Linked DNA regions of Gadus morhua: region 1 is linked to region 2. The links are chromatin contacts, called in public Hi-C maps. All regions are on one chromosome and are shown on one strand. The core of a region is the stretch at or near the end of the contact, and the rest is flanking DNA. Distances in the headings are between cores, read along the strand shown. Region 1 holds the start of eef1e1 (eukaryotic translation elongation factor 1 epsilon 1). Region 2 holds the start of tmem14ca (transmembrane protein 14Ca).

What was found. A called contact is a pair of places that touch in the nucleus more often than the background predicts.
Region 1: a contact with region 2 is called in a Hi-C map of gill, with 7 times the contacts expected there. The contact joins the promoter of eef1e1 here to the promoter of tmem14ca in region 2. A contact is called at or near these places in 2 of 6 Hi-C or Micro-C datasets (gill and gonad).

The regions. Positions count from the first base shown.
Region 1 is chr23:14,519,552-14,526,151 of gadMor3.0, reverse strand. eef1e1 (eukaryotic translation elongation factor 1 epsilon 1) reads right to left here and starts at 5,270. Exons shown (of 4, transcript XM_030349491.1): 1 at 5,143-5,270; 2 at 4,300-4,494; 3 at 2,088-2,183; 4 at 23-684. The coding sequence starts at 5,226. The coding sequence ends at 541.
Region 2 is chr23:14,052,396-14,059,082 of gadMor3.0, reverse strand. It overlaps tmem14ca (transmembrane protein 14Ca), which reads left to right and starts at 1,410. Exons shown (of 5, transcript XM_030349189.1): 1 at 1,410-1,531; 2 at 2,033-2,117; 3 at 2,282-2,383; 4 at 2,502-2,589; 5 at 2,916-3,126. The coding sequence starts at 2,042. The coding sequence ends at 2,973. It overlaps mak (male germ cell-associated kinase), which reads right to left. Exons shown (of 15, transcript XM_030349192.1): 13 at 4,625-4,744; 14 at 4,210-4,305; 15 at 3,171-4,076. The coding sequence ends at 3,916.

The DNA.
Region 1 (6,600 bases), core at 4,021-6,520, 460 kb before region 2:
ACAGAGCAACAGGGACAGAGCAGGGTATTTATATGTCGTTTACTGGTAGTTTGGGTAGTTGTTGACAAAAAGCTGTTCAGGTGAACAGGATTATTGTCTGAGTCACAAAGACAAAGCAGCAAGATAGACAATGAAATGTACTTTGCATGCTACTTTGAAGTTCATTGTCGATATATTTTCCCTTGTTGGATCCACATAAAGAAAAAAACATTTAGCAGACCCTGAAGGTGTTGATATTGTCTGGATAACTTACTGAAAAACGAAAGCCCCCTCACCCACCACATGTACCTCAGTATTCAAGTCACGATTACAGGTCAGAGCTGGGAAATAGTTAACACAAACATGAAGACAATATAGGAACAAGCAGACACGAAAGCCTTCCTGGCATTTGTGAAAAGCAGCAAGTCTTTTCCCCGGGGTTGGGGTGGTGGAGGTGAACACATTTTCCCAGAAGATGGTCCGAGTTCATCCCTACCCCGGTGAGGGCGTCAGGGAGCTCGGAGACCAGGTGGTGGTGGTGGTGGTGGTGGATCTAACGTCTCAGTGGTGTCCGCTGATGTACACTCTGTTTCTGAGCACCACCACGGGGCACAGGTGGTGGCGGAGGCGGGGGTAGTGCTGGAGGTGGTCGAACCACCGGGTCACGTTGACGTAATGCTCCTTCTCGTGGACGGCCAGGTCCACCTGAGAGGAGAGAGGGAGCATGGGGACAAGGTTCAGGTGAATCGGATCTGCTGGGGATGTATACTTTACTGTATAGGACCTCATACACATGTGGTACAGTTGAATGCCTTGTAATAGTAGGGATGCGTTGATATACCACGGCCAGGGTGATTGCTTGATTCTGATTGGCTGGAGGGGTGCTGATTAACTCTGCTAAACAACAGTAAACGCATGGCTAAGACGTAGATTTCATTTTCTATTTGCACTTATAATCCAGATAGGTGCACTCTGATAATGGTAGTAGTAGTACATTGGCAGTCATTTCCAAACAACACTTTCAAAGTGACCTATAATGACTTAGCTACAAAGAATTATTGTGTGTTCAGCTTACTTTTCCTAACGTATTATTGGCGATCAAAAACGCACAGCAGCAATTGTCACCTTGTGATAAAATATGGCCTTAGAAAAGTGAGAATTTTGCCTGGAACACATATCAGGCCTCACTACCTCCCACATTGAGTCACTGCTGGCTGGGGTGACACAGGTTTGTTTGAATCCCATAAAACAGCGTACTTGGATACTCCAAGACCAACAATACAATCATACACGGACACAGTTTGCGGTAAAAATCCCAAATATGCTTATCAGAGCGCTTGACGAATCAATACGATTTTGTTCCTAACCACCCTGCGAAAGACCCTAAATGGAAATCCCCCCGCGTGGACAGGCTTCCGAGCTCATATCCTCAGGGCTCTATGCTCGGCACTCAGTGTTTGTGCATTCAGTGTTGTCGTCCATAAATTGAGCATGGGGGACGGGCTGTGTGGTTGAGGATTAGGGGCGGGCTGACCCCTTGTCCCCGGGGTTCAGACCACACTGACAGCGGAACCAAAGTGACTCCCCTTCTGCCTGGTGGCAACAGAGCCGTTGACATCTCTCGGCATGTGATACCCTCGTCCTCCTCCCTGCCCTGCCGTCATCCTTCCATCCGTCCCTTGTGTCCGTCCCACCGCTGCAGGGGTCGTAATTCACTGCTTTGGTTGCGGGGAGGGGCGTGCCCGTCGTCGTCCGTGGCCGTGGTCTGGGGCTACAGGCTTCGCTTTGTGCCGCATGGCTTGGCACCCCGGGGGTTTGTCCGGCGTTTGTAAAGCCGCGTCTACTACCATGTGGTTCTCAGGTCGGCCCCTCGGCCATATGACTGGTGTTGGTTAGTGGGAACGTTGTGTGTGGGGGTAGATGGATACAAATTGGCGATACAAAAAAGTACTGATCATCTCAATCAATTTGGCACAGAGGTTGTTCTTTTCAAGGCATTTCATTCTGAAGAACATCCTGACGAGATATCTCGTTAGACAACTCCTTCCCTTGGGCCGTGGCCAGGCTAAGCCTGCTGGGAAAACCTGGGTATAAAATACAACACTTACAACCAGTGGGTGAAGTCCGTAATACATGAGGGCGTCGGCCAGGGTGAAGCAGTTGCCTGCCAGGTAGACCTTGTCTTGCAGGTAAAGGTTGAGGTCCTGTAGGAGACAACCAGAGAAAATCGTTTAGGACATGCATGTGGAATCAGCACACAGAGAATGAGGGAAGATAAGTAAAAAAGCCAACGTTTGTGACCCTGTTGAAAATGATGCACTGTTTCATAAGAACAATTAACGAAGAAGGAACCGGTGTCAGGATAAACAAGCTCAGACAACTTCTGCATACATTTTTGTGTGTTCCAAAAAGCTCGAGCAGCTTTGGCAGGAATTTCACATGGAGGAGTGAAAGAAATGTTCAGTAGGCACTTTGTGTGTTTGATCCACCCTTGTGTATGTATGAATGTATGTTTGTGTGTGTACAGGAATAATACATGACCTGGGGGGACATGCTCTCCCCATGACTGGCCATTGAGCAATAATTCCGTACAAAACGGCCAATTTGTTTCCCCAGCTACCAAATAACAAGGGTGCTTGAGTGCAAATCTAAATGAAGCCATCCGCAAGACAACAGGAGTGCTCCGTGTGTGCGCGTGTGTGTGTGCGTGGAGCTGGTCCCATGGGACGGAAACATCTTTAGCACTTGTACATTGTGCGATTGCTACGGCATACACGCGGAGCGTCTTGAGGGCAAATGGAGTTATCGTGCGGCAAGAGTAGGCTATGCCAAGCAAGGCATGAAGACAGCAGACTTGCTCCCCTCGCCACAATCAGATCTGTGCCTCTGTTAGCCCAGAGCCATGGTGCTGAAGCCCAGTCGAGCAGGGAATGGAGACGGCAACTCTGCTGCCTAACCAAGCTCGCAGCGCTGCAAACCTGGGTTCCTCCACACACACTCACACCCACTAAAGGGCATCAGTCCGGATGATGTCGTTTAAGTGTAGTCCTCCTTATTAAGTCAACGCAATAGTTGTTAAAGTGTCTGGCACAAATGAACAAAGTTAAACAACTATGAGAAGATAAAGTACAATGACCCCCGAGATGGGACTGCACCGTTGTGATTCACTTTTCAAAAATACCTGCTTGTAAATGAAGTTATCCTCGACAAAACTGTGTGGTTTGTCCCTCCTTTAATAAAACAGTCAATTCAAAAACATCCGTCAGTCCGTCGTGGATTTCAAACCATCAAACTTAACCCCAGCATTAGAGACAACTTTTGTACATGAGGGAGAGGAGTAAGAAAGCCTGAAACAAAACGCTAACTTTTAAGCACCCTGGCTGTTGACAGTTCCTGTCCTGCTCTTCCACTAATGGGAAGTGACCGTCGGGGCTCCGAGAGGATGCTTCTGTGAGGGACGCTGGGGCAGAAGCAGCAGGGTGGGACAGAGGGGGCTGACAGGCAGCAGAGCCACGGGGCTGAGGGAGACTTGCTCCTTTAAAGTGGGACCATTAAAATATTTAAAAGGCCTCTCCGGAGACACGCTGCATCACAGCGAGAGGCCTCAGCCGTGACACAACACCACCGCGCGCCGCGCTGAGACACGAGCGCGCACGCAGGCAGACACACACACACACACACACAGAGACAGACGCACACATTCACAGACCCTTCACGCTGACACAAACAACGCCACGAGGCACCTTTGCATCCAGCAATCCATTTCACACTGACTGGTGTCCAACACATTAAGGCCCTTTTATTGTTGTGTGTGTGTGTGTGTGGCCGTGTCACTGAAGGGGGCCATACATCACTCTGTATTCCTGTAACTTGTACCTTAACAAGACCCACACTGTCACTGGATCTCCTCGCCGCTGTAGGGGAGGGAAAGAGAGATGGAGGGAGAGCGATTTGACGCCTCTTAAAGGCGGTGCAGTGTGTGTGTGGGGGTGTCTGTTTCTGAGCGGGTATTTTGCTGTTTAACCCTGCTTGGCTTGTAGTTGATTTGATCGCTTATGCAAGTATTATACAATACCACTTCTGTTGAACCATTCTAAAGAAGGTAAAGTTATTGCTAGGTGTAGTGTGGCGATGGGGTTAGGGTGGGATGTATTAAAGAGAATAATTTTGTGTGTTTTGCAATATGTGCATACACCACTATCTAGTTATTAACAAAACTGCAATTAGTTCTAATAACAATTGGTTAGCAGTCTATTTATAGAAGTACATTCATGCATTATTCATAGACAACTGGGTCGTTGTGCGTGTTCTCTTTTCTACCTTAAGAACGGTCTTGGCTTCTTCCCTGGTACAGCCGTCCACTTTGGTAACTCTGTACTCCAGCCACTGATGCACCATGGCCCTGTGTTCTGTGGACGTGCCCAGCAACTCGGGGCGCTTGGCCTCATTCACCAGGTGGCTGCAGACCGTCAGTAATCCTACCATAGGCCCATTATTGCTCTGCAACACTGGTACCTGCCAAGGACGAGGTTTAAGGGGCAATAAATCTACAGTTCTTGTGATTTATGATAAATTAACACACTATACAAGGCATCTTGAGAATAACAGTTTTCTTTTTTTTGCATTTATAATTTAGATGGATTTCTGTTTGATTGTATGTAAAGGCTTGCTGAATCTCATTCTGGAGTCGGTAGCTGGTGAGGGAATTGAAGACCCTACGTTGTCTGTGATTACACGTCATTGTCCAATTTGATTTTGCATCGTTGATATGACACGTAAAATCATAGAAGGAAAGTTATGGAGGAGAAGGGTGTGTCGTCAGCACACAGCATGCACTGGGGGATGGACATGCGCAGAAAAGGCACGTCCCATCCAGTCATCGCTGACATGTGGACATTGGATACATAGCAATACAAGCCACTGTTCACACAGAACTTACAGAATTGTGTGAGATCGTTTGCTATCACCAATATCTACAAGCGTATATGGGAAATAACTCAGCCGATATACCTCAGCTGGCTAGCACACGTACGTTGTATTAACCGGGGCTAGCATTGACAAGCTAACCAGCGTTCACCCATTGTTTCTGTAACTCCTTATTCTAATCACAATTGTATTAAGAGGTCAATCGTAAATGACAAACCGATAAAGGGGTGTTTTCACCTTGTTGTCTCCCTGTGTACTGTACTTGTTATGCTTTTTTAGTCCCAGAAATTTCTCCAGCGATGATAGCTCCTTCAACGCCATCTTTGCTACTGTCTGTCATTCATGTGGCGTACGGTGTGTGTAGAACATGATTGGTTCAACTCGCAGCTCCCGCCCACAAACATAAGATTGACTGTTGTATAGCCAATGACAGCGTATCAGACAAACGGATTTTATTTCTTTCATTTTATTGCATCAGTTCATCAAATAATGATTTTGAACTACATCCTATTTTGGCTTAGATATACCCTTTACAATCATATTTACAAACCAACGTATTTTAACACAACTAGCAACTGTCAACACAATGTAAAGAGTGAAGAGTGTAAAAAACAACATTTAGCTTATTTGATTAATGAGAGTTGTGGGAAATATGACGAATACCATTATTCTATGCCTTGAAGAAAAACTGATAAAGGCAATGTCATTGGTACCTCACTGAAACTACAAAACCTCTGCATACACACACACAGGCACACGCACACGCACACACACACACACACACACACACACACACACACACACGCACAAAAAGAAGTCCCCTTGTATAAATTGGTTACGCATAAAGTCATATTCCTTAAAGCCCTTTGGGTGTGCAATACTTGAACAAAAACAAAAACTAAAACCCCAAACTGAACCAAGGAGTGGCTCCCACTGAACTGATCAGGAGTGAGGGGTATTTCGAACTGCCAGTATGAACGCAACATGTCGTCCTGTAGCACAGCTCCTCTTCGAGCGGTTGTGCTTCAAATCAAATCGAGATGACAGCAGAAAAGGTCCTTATAAAGAGTTTGCGCATAAAGTCCTGCAGCAAAGTTTCCCTACGCGCATGCCGTATATATGTCTCTCTCTGCAGTGTGTCCTGGTTTTGACACTGTGTGTGTCACGTCTGTTTGGATTTCTACTGTCCCCTGTGACTTCTCCATAATGAAATGTCACTTGTCACTCAAACCTCGGCTTATTAACTCACTGGTCCAGGTGGGCCCCCATTGTGTGTGTGTGTGTGTGTGTATGTGTGTGCGCGCGCGCGCGTGTGTGTGTGTGTGTGTGTGTGTGTGTGTGTGTGTGTGTGTGTGTGTGTGTGTGTGTGTGTGTGTGTGTGTGTGTCTCTGTTACCCCATAGAAAGTGACAGCTGAGTTAAAGTGTCACGATGTGAGCTGGATTCTCTAATCGGTTCCCAGTGGTTGGTCTTTGTTGAGGGACAAAATCAAATTAATTTCCTATTGGTATTCTTTTTTGAATTGACATTTCTGACTCAAACTAGATAAAGAGGCAGAGGGAAACCCTATTTCAGAGCCATCGATGGCATCTATGTTCGAGGCTCCAAAGTGTGTCAACATTCAGATGTTTGGCAAAGTAAAAAGGGATTCAGAAAATCGTAGACCTATATTATTTAGCTTTGCTCAAAGTAAAGG
Region 2 (6,687 bases), core at 161-2,660:
GCGTGTGTGTGTGTGTGTGTGTGTGTGTGTGTGTGTGTGTGTGTGTGTGTGTGTGTGTGTGTGTGTGTGTGTGTGTGTGTGTGTGTGTGTGTGTGTGTGTGTGTGTGTGTGTGTGTGGCGTGTGTGAACAACGGTTTTTGAAGCATTGCGGATCACGGAGATATCTACAGGCTACAGAAGCAGGCTATAAAATCAATCTTATAGTGTATGCGTTGTATGTTAAAGACTGTCATGCCGTTTCAACATATTTCCATTTGTCTAAGGCCAGGTTTGAAGCAAACTTGCTTCCTGCGGCCTCCGCCAAAATAAAACTAAAAAGCTATATAGGGGTAGGCCTATATACACATCAAACGGGACGAATGTGTACGTTTGTGTGTGATAATAATACTAATTCTAATAATTAATATAATAATAACCATAAGAAGGCTTATACAAATTGGCCCTAGTAATAAAAAAAAAAATAATAATATCAACGCCTATTTTAAAACAGGCTACCTGTTATTTATGCTTCATATAAAATAAGAGAATATATAGCCAATATATTCAATAACCTGTATATGGTTAAGCATATAACCTACGAAAATGCTATTGGCCTAATTATTGATCGGTTTATCTTCCCATGTCGTAGCGTGGGCCTATTCCCTTATAGTAGAACTAGGCTATCAACCTTCAGAGGTCTATGAGGGAAAACTATTCACCTTACACTTCCAAATATACATCCTGATGTACATTAACATTATGATAGACCCGACAGCCTACAAGGCTCTTCCAGTATTGGACCGTCTTCTAGACCTATTGAACGCGTTTTGTCTCTGAGGCTTCTTCAATGGACTTTTAGCGCCATCTTCCTTCTGGAGGAAGCACTATCATTAATTTCAGTTTTCAGATAAAGTGAATATTTCTTGTATTGAAACAGAACCAACGTCAAGCCTAATGTAATTTATCCGCACATATTTTATCAGAAATTGACCAAAGTAACAAAACCCAAGAAACATAACCCCATATCAATCATAGAATAAAATAAATACGAAATTCACGTTTTGAATGCTATTTCTCACACAATTATCATGCTGTCAATCAAGATGTTCTTGATTGACGCGTGTATGTCACAATGAAGTCCGTGCACGCGCACGCGCTTGACGAGACTGAGGAAGAAAAATAGTTGATGCGCTCCACCGCATAAACAAAACAAAATGTAGTCCTGTAGCGCCATCGTGTGTTGATATAAATTCAAAGCAGTATTAATTTTTGGAAGATATGCTCCTGTTCTTTATATTTCATTAACGTAAAATAAAATGTAATTATTTTAGGGTTAGGGTTAGCACATGTAGGCACATTCCCTAAAAAGGAAGAGTGTATGAGGGTTCATGGTTTGGAAGCAATCTATGCCCATAAATGAGGAGACTTCATTATCCATAGTGCACTTCTCCAGCCCCTTTCCGGCGGGGATGTGTGCAGCAAAGATATATCACCGGCGGAGAGCAAGAACCAGTGCGAAAGGACCAGTAAAGGACAAACTGGGGCTTAACAGGTGAGAGCCAGTACGCACGCTGGTAATTTAATAATATGACCTTGAGATAACTCATGCATCGATAATTAGCTATGTTTACTCAATGTAGATTGGCTGTGTCTGTTTTTTTGTGTGTTGTTCCCCGTGGCTGCAAGCTATTGCTGTCTTATCTCATTGCTCTTGCCTCTTACATCAGAAAGACCCTCCTTTCTGTAGACATTGAAATGGTTTGGATAACTGATAAGGGAATGCATTCTGAAAGCATTGTGTGTGTGCAACGATGTTACCCAATATCTTGGTTGCACAGTTGGTTTTCTGTAATGGCTGTGTGGTTTCGGGGCAGTCAGACAGGCTTATCAATGTGTTTGCAACTGTGAGTGCATAGTGTTGCACGCACAAGCCATACTCAAGATTATTCAGAATTTACTAATTGAGCTCTAGTTGTTCATAATTAGCCTCAATACAAGAGTGCTTTGTATACATAATGGAAAGAAACTAAAAAATGTTTATTCTGTTTGACAGGTGTCAAACATGTCTGTTGATTGGGTAGGATATGGGTACGCAGCCCTGGTCGCCTCCGGGGGGGTAATGGGCTACGTCAAAGCAGGTTAGTATTTATTTTAATTGGTAAATATATAACCTTTTAATTATCTCCCTATATAGGCCTTTTACGTGTTTTGTGAGATAAAGAATGACTATTATCAATCATACGTGTTCCCCTGAAGTTTGTCCACTTAATCTAAGCGTCTGCTGCTGTCCTTGACTGCCCAGGCAGCGTGCCCTCCCTGGCCGCTGGTCTAGTCTTCGGTGGGCTTGCCGGCCTCGGTGCTTATCAGGTGTCCAAGGACCCTACTGACATCTGGATCTCCCTCGGTAAGCAAGCTAACATATGTTCTCTGTATTGATGTGCGGGGGGTTATTTTTTTTTACTTCTTCGGTTTCAAATAAGGTGTAATCGCATTTCTCTATGTTTTTAATTCTACGTTATCAGCTACGTCTGGAGCGCTGACAGGCGTCATGGGAAAGAGGTTCTACGGGTCGAGGAAGTTCATGCCCGCTGGTCTGGTCGCTGGAGCAAGGTAACCATGTGATTAACAACCCTCATTTAACCACTCAGTAACAACCATACACATTGGGATTGATTCTCACCATGGTAAATATCACATGGGGAATCTGAATGATTCACATGCATGTGATATACATGTTGCATGTATGTTGGTTTTTATATTCCGAGTTCTCATACACTGCATTTTTTGTAAATTATATTTGGGTGCTCCCAGCTATACTGTGACTGGTAATTGCTGCTTTGAAACAAAGACCAATTTTACCTGGAAATGTATGGCTCCTTGTGCCCTAAAAATAAATGATGTCATGTTTGTTTTACTCTTTTTGTTATTTTTCTTAGTCTTCTGATGATGGGGAAGCTTAGCATGGCGTTGCTTCAGAAACCCCAGGACTCCTAAAATGATTTCTACTGCTATGGAAAGTTTTCACTGGAAATCCACTCTGCAATATCTTCAGGACCAGCCTGTCAACACTCGCTAATATTGTTTAAATGCTTTGCATGTGTTTTGTAAAAAAAAATGTTAAGTTGATGAATAAACAAATCGTGTTTATATAGTAGTGTATTTTTTGGTTAAAAAGGACACAAACTCTGGTATATTGTAAAATGTTTACAAAATTACGTTTATTTACTGAATCATACAAATTAATTTGCCATTATTTGAAAAGAATGTAGTAGAACAGGAAATAATCACTTTCAATGCAAAGATGATCTTTATGGCCTACATGTAAACAAACCAAAAAGATAAACAGAGATACAGCATCGGTATGACCTTTCTCTGATGCCATTTCGACGAGCAAAACAACTAAAAACCCTTCAGATACAAAACGACCTTTGACCATAAACACAAATGTATGAAGAATTTCTGGCCACTAATAGACTTCAATAGGCCAACCATGTTGCCTATCCATCCCCTATTTAGATGTGACCATCTGATCTCCCAAGTTGACCAAATGACCAAAGCACACGGTCATAGTTCCTGCGAACATTGTATCCAGCTACACCATAAAAAAGTGCCAGCATGTGAGGAATCGTGGAAAGGACTTCCTCAAAAACATTAAAGGACATAAATCGGGTGAAATATTAGAATTTCTACGAAGATGAACAGAGGATTATGGAGTTGGAGTATATGGAGTTGCTTATATGATGTCTAGAATCTGTTTTTATAAAAGTACAGTTAATACAATTTGGAGGAAAAAAAAATAAACTCTGGTCCCACTCAGAGAATAAAAGGTGCATTCAGCAACGCAGCAGGAACTCCTTTTGTGCCCCAAAAGTGACTCAGACCTCGCTAAACCCCCAACAGCGAGTGGAGGCAGCCGACTCGGTCCCCTCCGTCGGGCTACCGATTTCCCCCGTATTTGGACGTCCAGTCCACCCTGCCGTGGACCGGCTGTACAGTGGTGGCCCGGGTCAGGAGGTTTCCGGAAGGTTTCCCTAACGCTGCATAGCCGCTGCCCTTCACCTGAGTTCGGTCCGTCCTCCTCTTCCACCCCTCGTAGTCTAAAAGATCACACCAATCAGTCAGTCAGTCAATCGAATCCATGGCACGAGACACCGGCTATAGTTCAGTTTGACTACTGTCCACAAGGACGTAAAAACTGAGTTACACTACGAGTTATATCTTAGTCTTTACCTTCGTGACTTTCACCCATAGAGGAGTTGGATGTGGGCTTGGCCTTGGCAGATTTGCTTTTATCTTTTTTAATTTCAGGAGAGGAAGAAAGGTTTACTAAAAGAGGGTGAAGCAAGTGGAGAAGTGTAAGAGTAATGTACAGCACAGTGGAGGATCTGAATGAGAGCTGGAGAGTGAGACGATAGAGAACAGTGTAAAGCTGAAAGAGTGATCAGGGCTGCTCTATGGAGGTCCAAGTTGGGCTAAGATCAACTTTAAAGAAATGAGTAAGTAGAAATATGAATGACAAAGGCCCAACTCCATTCCTGAGACAATAACAGCAGAAATGTCAATAGACTTGAGAAGACTACCCTATGGCCACGGTTTTCTTTTGCGGGCGACTCAAGAGATAAACATGGAGGAGGTGAAGACCTACTTGTGTGTTGGCCGGCCAAGGGAGCCAGCTGAATCCTCTGGCCCACAGACCCCACCTCCTTCTTCTGGAAGGAGGGCATGTAACCGCCAGAGAGGTTGTACTTGGTGCTCACAAAGTTCCCTAAACGACAGACCGGATTGGGAAAAAGCCTCTTCAGGATTAGGAACATTTGTATATATATTGTGTATATAAAACTTGTATCTATCTATTTGAGCTACTATGAGATATTTGGTTTGAGCTATAACTATGAGCTATGAAATATTTGGTTTAATGTAAAAAGGTAGTTATAATATGCAAAACAAACATCATACATCCATGGGAGATATGTTAAGTTGATATAAGTCTAAACACCTACACACACACACACACACACACACACACACACACACACACACACACACACACACACACACACACACACACACACACACACACACACACAGTAGTGGGGTGTTTCTAAATTCATGGGCATGAATCTTAACGCTTGACAGAGATAAGAATTCACATGAACACCCCTCGCCAGAGGGAGAGGCTACTGTTTGCCGCAGTTTGTGACACAAGTAATAATAAAGGCTTGACAGGACGGATAAATACGTGATTGAAGTCATTCAAGTGGGCAAGCAACGCCTTCGATCCACTGTGGTCCACCGTTGGTCGTGGATGGTTATCAGTATAATTAGTCAAATGTGTCATTGTTCCCCTTTGCGGGAGATTTCGATTCTTCTCAAATTCAGCCTCAGTTTAGCCTCTGGGTTTTCTTAGTTCTCGGCATAGCGTGTGTATTAGGGGACAACAGCAGGGGTTTCCAGCTCCCTGCCCCTCTTTCGCATGGTAACCAGTTGGTTGAAAACCAACGCGCCCCGAGCCCCACCCCCACCCCCCCCCCCCCCCCACCTCAAGTCTGTTACACCAACTGCCATGCCGGTTGTTAGTTTATCTGCCTTCGCCCCTGGGCTACCGCGAGCGCTCAATCAATACAAAGTTTGTTTACCCCCGGTTAATATTACCTCAACGATTCAGCCATGATGTGCTCAATGACTGCCAATGACACGTGGTGTAAAGTTCATTAACATGTTGGTTTTGAAGCCGGTGTTGGCCATGGAATAATATAACGACAATTATACTGTAGCTATGGCTAGTCATTACGGGACAGGTTGGGAAACTGGCAACCGCTTGCTACGGAAATACCTTTGCAGGGATCCATTTTCTCCAGTATTCTCTCCTTAACAACCATTTTCTCTGCCGTGCTTTCCAGTGACTTACTGGGCCCCTCTTCTACCCTCGTAGCAACGACAGTGAGATGAGGGAGGGACGCATGCAAGGGGTGAAGAAAACACAAAGAAAGACAAAAAAAGTAAACGCAAGACAACTGAAGGAAGGGCGCAGGGGGAATATGGGAGGCGTATGACTTTCTTTCAGAAACCCCGAAAGGAATGCAACGGCGTTTGGAATGCCCGTCAGTCTTTCTCGCAAAGCGCTGAAAGACCGTATTTGCCGCCCAGGTCTGTGTAATACTTAACATTAAAAATTAAAACAGTTGAATGAGAAGAAATAAGTAATGGAATGAATGGGCCCCCACATCTAAAACAAACAGTGGTGGCTGAAGGGCCCCCCCCCCCCAGGGGCCCATGAAGAGACACTTGATCTTACACCAACAGTCTTAATCTCATGAATAAGAAACGCGGAGGGAGGGACAGGAGCAGAAGAAGAAGGAGTGAAACAAGGAGCGGAGGCACGCAGACAGAGTGAAGGAGACGCCGGGAGAAGCAGCACAGCATGGGCACATATTGTGTATCGGTCTACATGACAAATGAATTATACAGGTCTGCCATTGCTCCCGGAGCCCTGGCCTCTTTAAGTGCACTCAAAACAGGCGCTTTGTTCCTGGCCCCCGTTACCACTGATCATTCAGTCCAACACATTAGCCGCGTCATTAGCATTTAGGTGGACACAAGAAGTGTCAAATTATTCAAGGCCAGGTAACCCTAAGAGGCTTCGGCGTCGGAGTACGGATGGGACATAACAGGGATAACCAGGATCCATTCATTATTAACGCTCCTCGT